Linked DNA regions of Muntiacus reevesi: region 1 is linked to region 2. Evidence: chromatin contacts called from public Hi-C data. All regions are on one chromosome and are shown on one strand. The core of a region is the stretch at or near the end of the contact, and the rest is flanking DNA. Distances in the headings are between cores, read along the strand shown. Region 1 holds the start of EPC2 (enhancer of polycomb homolog 2). Region 2 holds the start of ORC4 (origin recognition complex subunit 4).

What was found. Hi-C and Micro-C count contacts between places; a contact is called where the count stands out from the background.
Region 1: a contact with region 2 is called in a Hi-C map of muscle, with 5 times the contacts expected there. The contact joins the promoter of EPC2 here to the promoter of ORC4 in region 2. A contact is called at or near these places in 2 of 3 Hi-C or Micro-C datasets (blood and muscle).

Annotation. Positions count from the first base shown.
Region 1 is chr3:224,054,847-224,058,463 of mMunRee1.1, reverse strand. It overlaps EPC2 (enhancer of polycomb homolog 2), which reads right to left and starts at 1,444. Exons shown (of 13, transcript XM_065931507.1): 1 at 1,085-1,444. The coding sequence starts at 1,237.
Region 2 is chr3:223,466,697-223,470,114 of mMunRee1.1, reverse strand. It overlaps ORC4 (origin recognition complex subunit 4), which reads left to right and starts at 1,831. Exons shown (of 14, transcript XM_065931492.1): 1 at 1,831-1,967. It overlaps MBD5 (methyl-CpG binding domain protein 5), which reads right to left and starts at 1,578. Exons shown (of 15, transcript XM_065931498.1): 1 at 1,555-1,578.

The sequences.
Region 1 (3,617 bases), core at 195-2,694, 590 kb before region 2:
CACAGAAACCTTGGGCCTTCTTTTGACAGTCACAGAAGCAAGAGAGCCAATCCACACACACCGGGGTTGACAATAAGGCGGGACCACAGGTTCATTGAAGAAATTCTTGAGGGTGCAGTTACTATGAACTTCGCACGCAAGTAACACCACTCCAAGAGTCATCAACACTGTCAAGTCAAGTGAAATTCAACCCTATCCAAAATGCAGACCATCGGGGGGAAAGCATTTTGCCCTAAACTGCTATTATTAATTTAAAAAAATAATGCAGCTGTCAACTTGGATGCAGTAGGTCCTCAACTTCTAAAAGACGCCCCCCTCCCCCCGCCAAGCCATGACAATTGTCGGGGACGCGGCCCGAGGACAGCACATCCCCGGTGCCTTCCTAACACAGCGCATGGAGCGGGCGCTGTCCCCCCTAGGCAGGCAGAAACGACTAGCTCCCGGCCACGGAGCTAGCCGGTCAGCGGCTTTCTAACGCTACATCCTGCTACTAGTCGCGACCCCGCCCTCTCCCGCCGCAGTGTTGCACCATCACCTCCATCCCTCTGCACCAACGAGGGCCGAGGAACGAGGATTACCTTGCTAGCAGGAAGATGATGTTTGTTTTGAAAGCGCTTTACTTTCCGTAACTCATTTCGAAGAGAACCCAATGCGAAACTACAGCTAAAAGTGTGTGTGGGGGGGGGGCGGCAATCTTTCCTAGCCAAAGGGTCCCTTGCCGATTAATTAATCCCCCACCGGGGGTGCGGGGTGTGGGGAAGAGGTAAACAGAGGCCGTACGCCAAGTGCGGTCAGAACATCCCCTGCGCCATTCCCGGCCGCCGCTTACGGCAAGGCCCCCTTACGGCAGCGTAAGCGGCGCTGCGAGCTAATCACAACACTGGGACGCAACAACATGGCGGCCGCGGGCGGGCGCTGCGCCGGCCGAGAGGGTTTACGCTACTCCGCCGGCGTAGGGTCCCATGCGCTGGAGCGGCAGCGGCGCCCTCCAGCGAGCGTAAAGCGCTCTGTGAATGGCGAGGCCCGACTGACAAAGGGGAGGGGGGAGGAGAGAAGGGGGGGTAATAAACACTCGAGTCCCTACCGATTCCTCCTCCTTCTCCATCCCGGTGGGCATCTGGGGCACGGCCCGGTTGATGGAGACGCAGTCGTTGAGATCAGGCATGTCCTTGCCGCGGTAGATAGGCAGCGGTTTGGCGGCGTCCAGCGCCCGCGCTCGGAAGGAGAGTTTACTCATTGTCTCCCCGCCTCACAGGAACAGCCCGGGCGGCGGCGGCGGGGCGGGCGGGGAGGGGGGGAGGACTCCCGCCGCCTCCTCCACCTCCTTCCTCAGTGCAGCGCGGCCGGCCCGCTCCTCCTCCTCCTCCTCACTGCCCCCGGCCACAGCATGGGCGCCCACCCCGCCCGAAAACAGCCCCCCGCCGCCCGCGGCCGCTTCCACACACTAGATCCGCCGCTCGCCCGCCCGATCCGCTCCCTGCGCCATGGCCAACATGGCGGACATTACCACAGCGGCGGCGAGCGATCCCGGCAGCCCGCGCGAGAGCGCGCCCCCGCCGCGGGGACGCGCCTCGCCCTCTCCCTCCCTCCCTCCCTTCTTCCTCTCCCTTCCCCTCCCTCGCCTGCCCACCCACTCTCTCCGCTGCGCGGCCGGCCCGCGGGAGCGTGCTCAGCCTCCGGCCGCTCCGGAGAAAGGGGGTGGCGGCGACGGCCGCCGTCCGCTCGGCAGCCTGCGCTCTCGCCGTGTGGCAGGTGCCAGGTGCGCAAGTTAACCCGCGGCCCCTGAGCGTGCGCCTCTGCCTCCGCGGCCCCGACACCCCGCTCGCTGGGTACCCCGAGGAAGGCGCCGCGCAAAACTGCTGCGCTGAGCAGCGCGATTATGCTGAAGCGGGAAGGGAAGATGTCAACGGGAGCCGCAACTGCTCCACCGCGCCTGTATTTATAAAGAGCCCCGAGCTTATCTAAGGCGCCCCGAGCGCCGGCTCATTCGCCGCCGCCGATTCGCACAGCCCTGAGACGTGCGAAAGGTTCATGTCTTCTCCCCACTCCGAGGGGCGCAGACCTGCCGGGTCTTGCCCACCCGAAAGACTCACAAGGTCCCAGCCCTCTTCCCCGCATCCTCTCTTCGGTACCTGACCGAAAGAGCTCTCCAGGGTAAGGCATCCTCGCTTTCGCCGGGAGGATGCTAACGGCTGCAGTGAGGGTTAACGCCAGATGCAACAAGTGCACTAGAACCTGGTCTCCCAAACTTCATAAAATTATTTAGTGGATGATAGATATTTCTAATTTCAAAGATAGACTTCTTAAAAATTAAGCTTATAAAATTTAACCAAGGCAGCACACATTTCCAAAGTGACAGGTCTGTGTAAAATACTGGTACTGTGGAAGGCGCAAAGAAGTTTGAGATACAAAGTTCTTCGTGCAACTTTGTCATTGATGGGATGGCAGAAAGACTGGAAAGATGAATAACAATTAGAGAAGTAAATAATTGAAGAGCAGGGCAACCAGAAAGCGAAATGAAGAATGACAGTAAAAAAAAGAAAAATGGATCACTTGAAGAAAACTATATAGTTAGTATATAGGTAGTAGACATGATTAATTAACATATGAGTCGCACAAACCCTGATTGCCAGGAGAGTTTAGAGAAAGGAGACTTCTTAAGCCTGAACCAGGTAGAGAACTTCTAAAGAGGAGAGAGAAAAAATAAAATAAAAAGTAAAGAGGAGAGAAAATCCAGCTGACTCAAATAAGCACCAGCTATTGTTGACATCAATCTCATTTAACTGAGTTCCTTGGTTAGACTTTAAGCACTACAGTTTTCCTACAAAATTCCTAGGAAGAGTAACATTTTGCCATTTTGCAATAATTGATATCTTTCCTAACTCAGAGAAAGTAGATAGTTTGCTGACATCTAGAAGAGAAAAAAAACTTACTCCCAGTCATTTGTATTTGACATCAAAGCTCCATCTCTTCCTCCACTTTCTCCGCTGATCATCTACTTACTCTCCTCTCTTTTTCCTGCCTGAACTCCTCCCTTTTCTCTCCACCTCCCCCTGTGAGGGCAAAATAGTGGATACAGACTGCTTGGCATAGTCTAACCCCTTCACTCAGCAAGAATTCAGGCACTGTTTAGTGGGGCTTGAGTGTTTTGCATCCACTTTGTTGCTGAAAACAATGGAGGTACAGTGACTCACTTCTTGTAAGCGATACCTTCCTCAATCTTACGGGTATGTCCTGATCCAAGTGTTACCCTCTGGTACAGGTTGGTTCTCTGCAAGGAAGAACAAGATGTTATTGGGAGGAGGTCAGCACTGGAGTCAAGCCTGAAAGGGGTGAGGGGAAGCAGTGGTTGAAGATATGAGTCACCCAGTCTTTTATCTGGCACATCTAGCTTTCTTCTATACCCTATATTTATTGCCACTCTCTCTCTCAAAAAAGGAAATATTGAGTATCTATTATATACCAGCCACTCTAGGGGTACTTTATTACCTCAAATAATTGCACTTTAATTGAATCCCACTTAATTCTCAATATAGCACTCTGAAGAAACATTACAGTTTTACTAATAAGGAAACTGAAGCTCAAACAGTTTGGCAAATTTCAACACTAATAACTTG
Region 2 (3,418 bases), core at 582-3,081:
CCAGCAAACTATTGATGGAGAGGTTTGGCCTTCCATGAAGTCAGAACAACATAAAAGTTTTCAATGGGGATTACTTGTTCAGACAAGTTACAAAGATTAGAAAAATACTCAGATTAATTATGAAATAGATAATATTCTCATCTTATGTAAAATAAATATCACGAACGTATATAGGGAGAAACAATACCAGTGATATTTAACTTAAAGCATTTTAAGCTTTTAACTTTAATATGCTGATATATGAAACAAACATTAAACAAAAAAAAGCAATAATACAAGTCAAAACCTAACCAAAGGCCTCTATCAACCAAAATTTTGAAATTTTCTATGCAAGTCAGACAAAACGAAAAAAAGGAAAATTAAACCCAGGAAGCAAAAACCAATCAAGTCTGTTCCAACACTGAAGTCAATATCCAAATCACATACAGAACCAAAAAGGGGAAAACACTCAGGTCTACAAATGGATAAGCAGTTCCGATACAATCCAGATCCCGACATTTTCCCACTCAGAAACAAATGCAGTGGAGCTTTTCCTAGGGAAAAAGGAAAAAAGCTCTCCAAATGATTTTTTTAAAGTGACATCTAGAAAGTGTGCCTCTTTCTGTCTCTTTCCCTGGCGCCTCATTGGAGGAAGGAGGGGGTTGTTTTTGTATTCTCCCCCACTGGAGCAAGACACAATCAGATGTTAGCTGGAGGAGAGAAACCACTTTTGACAACAGCAAATAAAAATAAAAAGTGCCCTTCCTCCTCTGACAGGATGGGCACCCACCTCACACACCCCTCCCCACTCCAACCCCTCCTTCACCACCCCCCCCAGCACCACCCCCTCCTCACCCCGGAGCTCCACTGCGTATGTGGTTTGGTGCTACTGTTGCCCCGGAGTTAAAGTCAGAGCCAGAGGAAGGCAATGAAGCCCCCACAGTCACACTTACCTTTTCTGCCCCCCACTTTTGAGTGCCTTCCCTGGAGCTGTGGAGGATGACACAAAGGGTAATAAAGGGGGGGGGGGGGGAGTGGAGGAGGAGGAGGAGGCGAAGGAGGAGGAGAGCTGGGGAAGTGGCTGCTCCTGGGTGTAGTGAGATGTCTCCAGCCAGGGCCAAGCAGCAGCAGCAGTAGCAGCAGCAGCAGCAGCAACAGCAGAGAAGGGTCTGTGTTGCTAAGAGGCTTTTGGTCTCTTTCTCTCCTCTCACGGCCAAAGAGGAGGAGGATGGAGGGGGCTCGGGAGAGAGGCTAGTGGAGGGGTGAGGGGGTAGGAGTCGTGGATGGGGGTTTTCGAAGAAGAAGAAACTCCTTCTCCTTCTCTCTCAGGCTCAATCCCCCTCTCAGGTCTCAGGGCTGGAGGGTGGGGGAAGGAACTCAGCCGCCTTCCCCCCACCCCCCTCAATTCAAGGTTGAAGTGGGGTAAAATTAGTGTCCTGTCCCTTTAAAAATAGAAATAAAAGGTGCCCCCCCTCTGCCACTGCCTCTCTCTTCATCATCAGCTGCTGCTGCTGCTGGGGTCTCTCTGCTTGGGGGGGGAGGGGGGTTCGGGTAGAAGAGACGGGAGGCACTCACTGCGCATGTCCCTCTCTGACGGGAGGCTGGTTGGTTGAAGGCAGGAGGAGGGGGAGGGGAGGAAATGAGATGGTTTCCCAGAAGGCTCCGAGGCGATCGCGACCCGGAAGACATTGTAGCAGGGGGTAGAGAGGCGGGGGCGGAGAGTAGGAGGAAGTCGCTACTCTTTAACACCCCCAGTCCCCTCCTCCCTCCTAAGGGAAAGTGGAGGAACGGAAGTGGGCGTGGACGGAGGCGAAAGGAGATCACGTGCTTGGGCGGGAGAGGGGCGGGGTAGGGAGGCGGTGCCTGCGCGGGGCATGCCGGGAGTCTTGGTGAATTCGTTGGCAGCTGCAGGTGAAGCAGAGCAGAGAACGCTGCGAGAGGAGTCTGTGAAGCGATTCCCACCGTTTCCGGAATCTCGTTCTGCCCTGGTAAGAGATAACTTTCCCATGAGAGGTAATCTGGAGTGGACTAGCCTCAGAACGAAAGCCTTGGGCGCCTGTGGCGAAAGGCGAATCGAAAAGGAGAGGACGGAACGCTTTGGAGACTGGGAATGCGGGAAGGGGGGCAGGCTTGTCTAGGCCAGGCAGGCCAGAATCTAGGCGGGCTCCTTCCGTCTCGTGGCTTCCCTCTGAGCCAGCCGGTGGCGAATCCTGGACGAGCGTAGGGACTGTAGATGAGCTCATGAACCTAAATCTGTGGCATATGTTGACTACACTCGGTGATGGTGAGAAATGCGATGGTCCAGGTGTAAGAGAGAAATGAGATCTCAGAACCCTCAGCAGATGACTCTGTTAACTGCTTCTTCCCCTCAGAGTGGGGCACCTGTCCAGGGAGAGAAACAAGCTGTGTGAATTTTGACAACTTCTGTCATTGCATGTATCGTTTATATTGGGTGTTACTACCACCAGTCCTTACTTCGTTAACCTCCCAAGAATTCTGGAGTGGCTTTGAGGAGGGAGCAAGCTGGCAGTTGGTTCTCCAGTAGAATTTCCCTCCGTGTCTTGCGTTGTTTCCGCAACAAAATGCCTGTGACATTTCTCAGAAGGAGGGTATGGAATTGTGTAATTCTTGATATTGTGTCTTAGTTATCGTTGACAGAGAAGGGACATCATCAAAGTTTTCCCTTTCTGTAGTGTATATGCGAGATTTTTAAAAGGATGTTTTTAGTTTCTTTGGTTACTAGCCTCAGATTTAGAACCGTTGATTTCTCAAATGCCACTGTTTTTGTTTGAAGTAATGTTTCCCTCATGTTAATTCAGAGTGTTTAAAAAAGACGAGTTTTCATTAATAATTTTTTAAGTAAAATAGCACCGTTTCTTTCTCACATTCTGTCCATACAATCATAACTAAAACCATTACAGTCTTTCAGTTATAATTTTTTTGTAAACGTGCATTGAAAGACTATCACTCATGTATGTATTTTTTAAAACCAAGATTCTGAAATTCCTCATGTTTATTGTATTTGTATTACTTAATTCTGTAGTGATGTCTTTTAGGGTATGCTATCAGTTAAAGTTACTGCTTATTCTTCTTGTATGTTTTGACTGAATTTTGTTTATGCACCACTGACTAGTGCTTTTACCACTTTATGTGTGTGCAGTAATCCTGTCAAATGGAATAAAAACTGGACTCTGGTGCCTCAAAGTTTTGTTTCTATTGAAACCAAATATATGACACTTTAGAACAAAAAATTATAGCAGACCCATAAAAATGCAGTAGATTACAAACTTTAAATCGTTTTTTTGGTGACAAAATACTAAATGTGCAAAAGAGTGTACAAATCATAGTTATAAAATATAATGATTAGTTCTAATGATTAGTAAACAGAATGTGGGAAAATGCACAAGCCACAGATATACATTATAATGAATAATTGTGA